Linked DNA regions of Oryzias latipes: region 2 is linked to region 1. Evidence: chromatin contacts called from public Hi-C data. All regions are on one chromosome and are shown on one strand. The core of a region is the stretch at or near the end of the contact, and the rest is flanking DNA. Distances in the headings are between cores, read along the strand shown.

Evidence for each region. A called contact is a pair of places that touch in the nucleus more often than the background predicts.
Region 2: a Hi-C map of fibroblasts shows a contact between it and region 1, with 1.7 times the contacts expected there. The contact joins the enhancer-like site here to the promoter of hes4 in region 1. A contact is called at or near these places in 2 of 5 Hi-C or Micro-C datasets (embryo and fibroblasts).

What each region holds. Positions count from the first base shown.
Region 1 is chr7:10,092,100-10,096,988 of ASM223467v1, reverse strand. It overlaps hes4 (hes family bHLH transcription factor 4), which reads right to left and starts at 3,549. Exons shown (of 4, transcript NM_001104815.1): 1 at 3,442-3,549; 2 at 3,258-3,353; 3 at 3,079-3,166; 4 at 2,411-2,985. The coding sequence starts at 3,549. The coding sequence ends at 2,411.
Region 2 is chr7:10,128,423-10,133,761 of ASM223467v1, reverse strand. No RefSeq gene overlaps it. Among protein-coding and RNA genes, the nearest start is that of perm1, 20 kb to the left of the region's middle. Within about 2 kb of position 3,806, at least 5 of the 8 cell types and tissues checked have an H3K27ac peak or open chromatin away from gene starts, as enhancers often do.

The DNA.
Region 1 (4,889 bases), core at 2,300-4,799:
CCACTGAGGTGGAACTAACCAATCACCTGCTTTGTTTCTGTTCAGTGAATACATGTTGATGCTTTCAGACATCTTGAGGTTTTTAGGTGCATTCAGAAAAAAAAAATTGCTCCTTGATGATAAAGGGTGTTTTGCAAGCCTAGGCAGAACTGCTGAAATTCTCAAAGACTTTTAGAAAGATAAATATTTAGGCACAAAAATGACAGTAAAGTCACATGAAGAGCTAGGAATTAATACATTTTCTTTTAAACCAAGAGCATAAAAGTAATATACGTTGCCCGAACTGGAAGGAGAAGTAGGGGAGAGGTTTGGCGGCAGTGCATTGCGCGCGTTTCACCATTCAGTCGCTAATGAGAATGATCATTTGTGGCTCCTCTGATGACCCCGACCCTCCCTTTATGGTGAGCTCTCCCAAGGGACGTGATTGCGCGGATCCCTGAGGGACATCCAGCCCTCTGCAGGAATCCTTTTCATCACTGGAGAGGAATTCCCGCCGGTTTCGTTTTCATTTAAAGTTTTGTGACCCGTGTGCTGCAAACTGATCAGTTCAGGTTTGAAGATGCGCACAATTATCATGAGGATACTGTTCCTGTTCTTACAGGCGCTTCTAATTTAGCTCTGCGAGAAGTGCGTCAGTGCGCTCAGCCGCACAGTTTCTGTTGGGTTCTTCGTTTACGCCATAACGCAAACATGACCTTTAATCATCTCGCAAGAAAATATTCTTTTAGTATGATCCAACCCCCCTGGATCCTTCCTGTTTACACAAACCAGGCGCCCTCCCTGTCGTCCACGTGTGTGCATGTCCACCTCCTCACCTCTGCAGAGCGGCTGCACGACCCGGGCTGCCAGTGGGGATTTACTGACTGGCGCTGCGCCCGGGTGCAGGCGGACTAGTTCGCTTGGTTCTCACGACCTCGGCTCCTTAAAGGCATCTCTCAACTTTTAAGTCAGACGCGAAAGCAGAGAAGAACCACCGCAAAAGCCTCAGATGCTGCCAACTGGCGTTTCACAATGCCTACTCGCAGAAAGGAAGCTGTTGAAGCGTCGCTGGCAGCGGGGTTTCGGTGTGTCATTTACTGGCGGTGTCATCTGCAGGGCACTCACTCTGCTGGATGAAAGTGAGAGGGTAAATACCTCAATTAACGAAACGGTTCCAACCGTAGAATAAACCCGAGGGTTAAAAACCCTCACAAGCGCTTCTCAAGAATAACAAAAACTTCCAAACTGTTTGTGATTTATTTTCAAAACCCTGTTGGATGATAAAATAATATCCATACACGAAGAAATAAGTCTTTTGTTTGTTCATCTGCGGCTGTATTAGCGATTTACGCACCGAGGACGCGCTGGCGGAGTATTAAATATAAGGAGGACGTTTTGACCGCTGGTCACCAGCCTGTAATCTAATCTGGAGCGCAGGGACCCCAAGCGCGCCAGAAGCTTCTGACACACGGCAGAGCAAAGCCGCCTGACTGCACGCAGGAACCCTGCCCTCAGTTCCGATGGGCTTACACCTTTAGGGATTTAAAAAAACAAACAGAAGGGTTTCTCTTTTTTAACACAGATCTGCACATAAATCAATATACCTATCAGCACAAATTGGCCCTTTGGCTTTTTAAAGTCCTAATGAAGTTCCGAATCTTCCCTGACCTGCAATATTTCCCCCTGACTGTTGCGCTTAAGAGCAGGTCCCCTCCTTTTATAGGGCTGTAGGCCCGCTGGGAGTGAAACTGAACAATTGATGCACAAAGGAAAGCGAGGATCCTTCCATATTCTCCTTTCACTGAGGAAATCTGTTAGTGACATTAACCCCTGCGCGTAATTCCCAGGCTCATGAATAGGATTTAAGACTTCTTAAAGCTCCCGCTGCATACAGGATGAGACCCCTTTCAAACTTTTAATTACCTTTACTTCAATCATAAAAACACATCCCCTTTTGGAGCAAATGAGCAGGCAGATGTGAGGAATTCCCGCCAAACTGTAGATAAAGAAGGACCTTGGGGTTTATTTTCTAGCGTTGCTGAGAAAGTCATTAAAAATCATAACAAGGCAGTAAGGATTTAAAAAAATGTATGTTTTATTCAAAGAACGGGCTTTTCCCCAAACTTTCTTTTCAACGCAAAACAATACAGAATATAAAACACAGCTTTGGTTTAACAGTCAATACCACCTCTGTACAAAACTAAACCTTTTCATAAAAGTACTTCATAAGAAAAGTTTCCTGCTGATCTTTAATCTACATCTTTACCACCGACCCCCAAATGTTGGAGATAAAGGCGAAAGTCTGTTCCATACAACGAAACATGGACAACTGCTGCTGGAGAAGTTGCGGGTTCTTCCCCCCCGCAACGGCTGAACGCATCGGTCCCAAACGTGGACACCTTACGCACAGATTCCTCTGAGTCTCTTTCTGCTACCAGGGCCGCCACACCGGCTCGCTGCTCTCTGAGCCGGTGCTCACCCCCACCGGGCTGACCGCCTGTGACCCCCCGGAGAAGGAGGTCATGCCGTGGACCGGGGACGTGGCGGTGGGCGCTGAGCTGCCGTGCACCGGGCTTGCGTTGACAGCGACAGGCACCCCCGCGTTTGTGTAAAGGGGAATGACCGGGGCCGTGGCGGAGCCGAAGGCGGGGTTAGGGATCAAAAAGGCGAACTGTCCATCGGGAGCAGGGACGAGCTGGAAGCCGCCGAAGACTTTGGGGGACACGGCTTCGGCGGGGCTGAGCTTGGAGGCCATGGCCGCGCCGCCGATGGGCAGAGAGGACGGGAGCTGCACGTGGAGCGGCTGAGCCAGGTGCGCCGGCTGGGACGGAGTCTGCTGGGGGTAGTTCATGGACATCATCTGACTCATGCAGCTGGACAGGTGGCTGAGGAGCCTCGACCTGACTTCCGTGTTCACCCCCTCAGAGGTGGACAGGAAGCGGGTGACCTCGTTCATGCACTCGTTGAATCCGGCTCTGTATTTGCTCAGGACCGAGGCGTCAGCTGAGAGCGCTGCTGGCGGGAAACACGGCGAAAGAGGAGACGTTTAGTGACGTTTCTGTCGCTTCTGAAGATCATTCGATTCCGAGCAGAACTTACCGCTCATCTGCACGCGCTGCAGGTTCCTCAGGTGCTTCACAGTCATCTCCAGGATGTCTGCTTTTTCCAGCTTGGAGTGTCTGGAGCTCTGCGGGAGATGATAGCATCAGTTAAATCCAGGAACTTTGGAACTGCTCTCAAAGAAAGATCAGATTGGAGTTGTTTGCTTTTTAACGTACATCTTTCTTAAGTGCGTCTAAGATAAGAGTCTTCAGCTGTCCCAAACTTTCGTTGATTCTCGCTCTCCGGCGTTTTTCCATGATGGGTTTGGAAGACTGGGAGGGGGAAAAAAGAAAACATAAATATATGGTGGATACCTTGGAAATAAATAGAAATCATCAGAAAAAACTTGTAAGTCCTTACTTTTCGATGCTCGCTGGCATTCTTGGGTTTGTCCGGTGTGTGTGATCCGTTCGCGGGCGCTCCAGCAATCGGAGATGCCGTCTGCTTTTCCATGGAGTCAGCCGGCATTATTGATCCACGCAGGTAGAAAAATTAAAAGACGTAAAGAATTAAATCCTCTGCGGAAGCGCGGGGCAAAGCAAATCACTGCAGAGCAAGGAGAGTCGTCTTCCTCCGTCTGGCTATCACTGTGCTGTCATGTGAGGACGGGAGCGCGCACCTCACCGCGCACAGCAGCTCTCCACATCTGCCGCCGACACACGCCGCTGCGGTTCTTATAGACGCCTCGCGTGCTCCCAGTTCGTGTGAAACCCTCTCTGCATTCTTTCCCACACTCGCTTCAGCCAATGGCAGGCAGGCCTCACCCTTTGGGCGCGGGGCAGGCAGCTGATTGGACAACACCCTCGCGGGCCGTCAGTCACGCGCTGCTCAATCAGCCCTGCAGGGACAAACAACAAAGCTGAGCGCGCGGCGACCGAGCCCGGCCACGTCGGGCTGTTAAGTGATAAAACTGGGAATTCCAAGACCCGTGCTTCCTAATTTTTTACATTTTTCCACGAAAACCCTGTAATATGTGTGTGTTCGTGCACGAGAACCATGCAGCTAGATTCTTCTTTCAATAAAACGATGAAATCTGCGCGTAAATGACTTTATCTCTCTGAAATGTTTAATCATTTCACCTCTTGTGTGACATGTTCTGCAAAGAATCAGATATAGAAATTCACAGAATCCTTAGACTAGCGCAAACCCACGTTTTGATCTATTTTAAGACTCGTCTTGTCTTGGTCCTCAGAGGAGGAGACAGCTGTCACGGCACGCGAGGCGGCGCGCAACGGCACGCACCAAGCCAATGGCATGCAGCCACTTTATGCAAATGCTCCACCGCGCGCTGGGATTGGCTGCGCCGCCAACCCGCTGTCAATCATCCGAAAGCGGGAGCTGCTCAAACAAGAAGGGATGAGGGGGGTGCACATCTGTCCGCGTGCCATTCGCGTCCAGTGTCCTCCAGTCTGCAGCGAGCACGTGCCAAAACTTGCAGATTACAATTTGCGCACTAGAATGATCGCAAGAAGGAAAAATCTTTAAACCATGAAATGAACACATTTTCTAGTAGGTATGGATCTCTGCAGCCGATTTACACTTTTTAACTTTTTAAATTTAATATAAAGTTTTTCTTTTGGCTATTTTACACAGAAAAAACAGATAATTTTGATGAAATATCAGAATAATTCAAAGTTAGAAGTAACGCACCCTGGATGAATCCATTATTGTTTATGTAGTGAGGGGGAAAGACCAAAAAGCTGCCTTAACGAAATAAAGAAACATTAAAAAAAATAGAAACCATTAAACTGAACTTGTGTAAACAATAGTGAAAAGGGGGGAAACGGCGCCACCTAGTGTAAAAGTCC
Region 2 (5,339 bases), core at 2,557-5,056, 37 kb before region 1:
CTGTGGGAAAACAACACGCTCCAGAACAACTTCACCAAGATATAAATACCTGGATATTCACCTCAATGAGCGACTGGACTGGGCGACTAAGAATCAACTCCACCTGCTAAGAAGACTGAGGTCCTTCAGAGTTTGCGGCACTCTGCTAAAGACCTTTTATGATGGCATTGTTGCATCTGCCCTCTTTTACAGAGTGTGTTGCTGGGGTGGGGCGTGCACTGACCGGAACAGGAAGAGGATCGACAAACTAGTGCGGAGATCCGGCTCCAATCTGGGATGTCCTATCAAGTCTGTGACTGTGGTAGTTCAAAGGAGGATACAAACTGCAATCATTCCTCCTACGAACTATTAGGCTGCTGTCCGACACTGGACACCTCAATGTGTTTCATTTCATTGTATTTATGTCTTATTTATGATCGATTATCAGTTTTTATTATTATCCTTGTTATTTTGAGTTATGGTAACAAATCAGTTTCCCTGTTGTGAGATCAATTAAAGTTCTATTCCTATTAAGACATGTTTGTGCCGTTATCTATTCTAGTTTTGCCCTAAATAGTGTCTATGATTCTTCATCGTCGATCCACTAAACCTTGATGTGTTACTGGAACTGACTGTTTTGCCTTTCAAATCTTCAAAAAAAGAAAATCAAATTTACAGTCTTTAGGTAGAGGACTGTGGTAAAACCACCAATTCTGTGTGGTTCAGAGACAATGTCACTGTAAAAAAAAAGATAGGAGAAGGTGTTGGAGGTGTGTTTTCCAAGTCGGACGGTCATTATCTGCTCCTGGTCCAACCTTTTGTGGCCCATAAATCAAAAGGTTGGCCCTTCTCTGGCCTAAGGAAGATCAAAAAGGGGGTGTTGAGAAGGAGGTCATGAGGGTGGTTGGTGTGAGGAGGATACAGATAACAAAAGTCTGAGAGGAGCTGCTAAAAGAAAAAAATTCCAAAAAGATTTTTGAATTTTAATTTTAGTCAAGAGGTCAAACAATCAGATGAATCTATCTTTATTCAATTATTTTCTTTAGAATAAACAGGGAAATTATTTACATAGTGCGAACAGCAAACATCAAATTCCACAAACGTTTTCTTTGGGGTGTTACTTCTTATGTCAAATGGAATGGATGTCTTGAGATAACAATGAGGAAACAACCGGTTCTTTCAGATTTCTAACAACTTCTTCAAACAGCCTATATCATTAAGCCTTCAATCATTTTTTCATCATAAAGTTACGCAACAATGAACTAATAGGTACTTCCTTAATTTCTCGTTTATTGTGCTAAGATTTAAAAAAGATTTAATACAGTTTGCTTTGACAGTCTAAGCTTTTACAGCTGTTCAGCACAGGATTTCAGACCAAAAGGTGGAAAAAAATGTTCACTGTAGTTGTTTCTGCACACAATAAAAAAGATGATCCTCTAATCCTGGACCACAGGTGCACAAATACCTGTGTAAGCTGAGTTAATGTTGATAAAAGCTCATCGAAGGGGAAAAAAGGAACAGGGAAAGGTTCCCACACTTTGAATGTTTTTTTTTTAGTGTTTCCTTTTTTATAGTCCTGCCAAAATGCAAAGCAGGATGGCAGCCATGAATGAAAAATAATAAGAGGGGGTGAAAAGAAACAGAAAAAAAAGAAAAACTAACACTGACTCGTGTAACTCACCTGTTGGTAAGTTTTTGTTTGGTGTTCATTCAGACGGCAGGCGGCGGGGCGGCCCCTCCCTGTTGCTGCCTCGGTTCTCAGGTAGAGAGAGGAGAGATGGGAGGAGAGTTCCCACCACACTCTTCAACTGTTCTCACCGCAGCTTATTGGTGGGACGTTGCCTCATTGCTGAAACATGACTCTGCGGCAGCGTTGGAGGCAGGTGTATGTAGCTCCAGGGCAGACGCAGCGACTGTGTGCCAGAGATAAAGACAAAGAGCCATTCTCTGAAGAAAAGCATGATGAGCAAGTTTCTCTCAGATTTGTCATACGCTCAGACTCCAGGTATCACTCATTTGAGGTGTGTAGCTGTGTTTCTTTGTTTGGCAGCTGTCCCACCAACCCGAAGTTCTGTGTCAACAGCAGGTATTCTGCCGGCGCTTAGGCAAATGAACATCTTTAATCAAATAAGGAAGGTTTCCTCACAACAAACCACAGTTTTAAACATAGGGTTTTTTACTTTATTTAGTCTACAGGCATCTTTATCCTCATGCTATACTTGTTATTCATCATTCAAACAGAAACAAGTTGTTATTGAAGAAACATTTAACTGAGAGGAGATTTGATGTTTAAAATTTATAAGATTTTTTGCTAAAATTCTATATAAATGTGTTACGAAAAGATCAGCAAAATGAATACACCTAAGTTATGAGTTGTTTTTGTACTTTATATCAATGATCTATTGTAAAAGGGTTCTTAGATGTCTTTTAATGATGATTATGCCATTCTTAGCTAAAATGAAAAAACCTATGTCGCTTTCGTGGACATAGTTTCTGCAGAGCGGCAGGAATTCCTTAGAACTTTGGCTCTGAATTGTAGACAGGACTGTTGGGGCAGAGAAGCCCTGTCCCTATTTCCCATCCTGTCTTTGTTTACACGGTCTCTTGCTAGCTTACATCCCTCACAACCCCAAACTAACATTAACGGTGCAACATAAACATCCAACAATATTGGAGCTATCCAGTCGTACAGTTTTGAGCCAGATGTCAGCTCGGACAAGGAAAACAAAGACGTGTAGGGATTTATTTGTCTGGATGCATTAGAACAGAGCAGAGCAGAGAGCATGTAGCTCTGCCGTTGTAAGTTGTAAGGCCACATCCAAAAGTCTTTTCAAATGGTAGTTTTTCATTTGCTCCTGATTCACAACGATTTGATTCAAGACATACACAGAAATGCAATTTCCACCTTGATTTTGTTTAAACATGTCCTCCATCAATAGAAAAAAGCTGCAAGAACACTTTAAAAACTTGTTGGACTTTTATATTTAAATTATTATTTGCAAACATATATGGCTATATTTTGAGTTGGAAATAGGTAAACACGGTGTGAAGTTCAATGTGTCAGTCACACATTATCTCAGCTGAGGTTTGTGACTGAGTGGAGAACAGGTGGACTGAGGTACGCGTGAACTTGGTCTGCACCCGTGCGTGTCATGGACTTGCGGCCAGCATTCTGAACTCAACTCTTATCACAAGATATGGCTTCAGCGGTGCACTGTGAAAGCTGACTTCCTAGTGTGGCTCTCTAGAATGCCTGGTTCCCATGCTTGGCACCAGCAGGTTCCCCCTCAGTCACTTTAGTGCAATCAAAAAAAATAAGCACAAAGTGGAAGGTTTAACATCTTCCATTTTGCTCACCTTCTAGCTTGATGATTGTTTTGATATCCTGTGTGTATGAAAGAAGTGAAAATCTGGTTAAAGGGCAAGCTACTAATACTCTAAAGTAATGGAAATGTAATTTGCCCAATTCCCTTATATTAAAAAAACAATGTAGTAAAATAGATTCATAATGACATTTCTGCTACATTAGTGGACTTGCAAAACAAAATACAAGATCAAGGGCAGTTTGGCTAAAAATGTGTCTTATTGAATCTACAGATTGAGCAGAACACAGAGCTCTTTGTGTGTCTTTCACAGCAGCAAGAGACTTATATTTGTGTGTGTGTGGGCAGCTTCTACCTCACCTCGGTTAGTTAATGTGTGTCAGTCTGCAAGCGAGGCAGTGAGCCGGGCTGTGCGCCTGCTTGCACTGCACGTGTGTGGTGTGTGTGTGTGTGTGTGTGTGTGTGTGTGTCTGCTGCTGCTGACAAGTCATGTCACTATCAGGCCCACACATCTTTGGCACTGTCTGTGTTGACACTCTGCCTGAGGGGGAACAAGCCTGCAGAGGTTGAGGAGAGCAGCAGTTTCCCACGGCTGCTGCTTTCGGTCTGGGCCCTGCCTCTGCATTCCAGGACTGCCAGCGCTCTGTAAATGTTTGGACAGCCTTGAACAAATAACACACCTTGAAAGGCACAAGCACAAGCTCTCACTCCCTTTCTGTTCAGCCCTTTGCTTCATCTACCTCCTTAAGCTCACACGAGTGTAACACCCCCGACTCAACCAAACCACAAATCTACCACCACCCACTCGGCTACTGTGTCTCAAACTTTCCCAGCTTCTTTCTCAAACACAAACAAACACCAACCTGTACTGTGTTACTATTGTACACCAACATACACAAATATGCCCAGAGACCTGTTTATGGATAAATACACACACATGTGTCTCATCAGTTTCATGATATGAATAACCTATAACTAACCTTTTGATGCAACTAGATGAGCTCTGAACGCTCTACAAAAGAAGTACTCTAGCATATGAAAACAAGTACAATTTATTCATTAAAGACCCACTCCAATGAAAATTGTTTTTTTGGTGTTTTTAACATGCTCTTGTGGCATTTTCTCATGATGGAGCAGATAAACACTCACCAAAATTATAAACGCAACACTTTTGTTATTGCTCCCATTTTTTGTGGTATGAACTCAAAGATGTGAAACATTTTCCACATACACAAAATAACCAGTCCTCTGAAATATTGTTCACAAATCTGTCTAAATCTGTGATAGTGAGCACTTCTCCTTTGCCAAGACAATCCATCCTACCTCACAGGTGTGCCATATCAAGATGCTGATTAGACAGCATGATTATTGCACAGGTGTGCCTTAGACTGGCCACAAGAAAAGGCCACTCTGAAATGGGAGCAATAACAAAAGTGTTGCGTTTATATTTTTGGTCAGTGTATATAAAGAAATTTAAGATTAAAGTTGAGTTTGAGTATTTCTTTATTCAAATCGTTGTGACACAGGAGCAAAAAGAAATTGCTATTTGAAAAAGCTTGGAGTGGATACACAAAATCTAAAATCAGCAGGACACAAGTTCTCTGCTCTGCTCCATTCTAATGAATCCACTTGTAGACAGACTGTTTTAATTGCAACACAGATATACTTAAATTCCTGTCATTAACACATTTATTTTTTCTGTATTTAAATTATTTATATAATTTACTGTAAAAATCAAGTTTTAGTAATGAAGCACTTCCTGGATTTTTTGCATGGACCTAAAATTTGTTCAGAAGACCTTAACTGCGAATCTCAGTATTATGTTCTACCAAATGTGATTCTAATTTGTTATAACAAAAGAGGAAAAAAAGTTGAGGAAATAATATAATTTCAAGCTTAAATGATTTTCTGTCTATAATTATTATGTCTTACTCCCCCAAGGTCTTGCTCAGTTTAAACGTCACATACTTGTACTTTATGAGACAGCCCTGATAAACAGAAACTTGGCAGAAGTCAAGCCGTAAGTCTGCTGTGAAT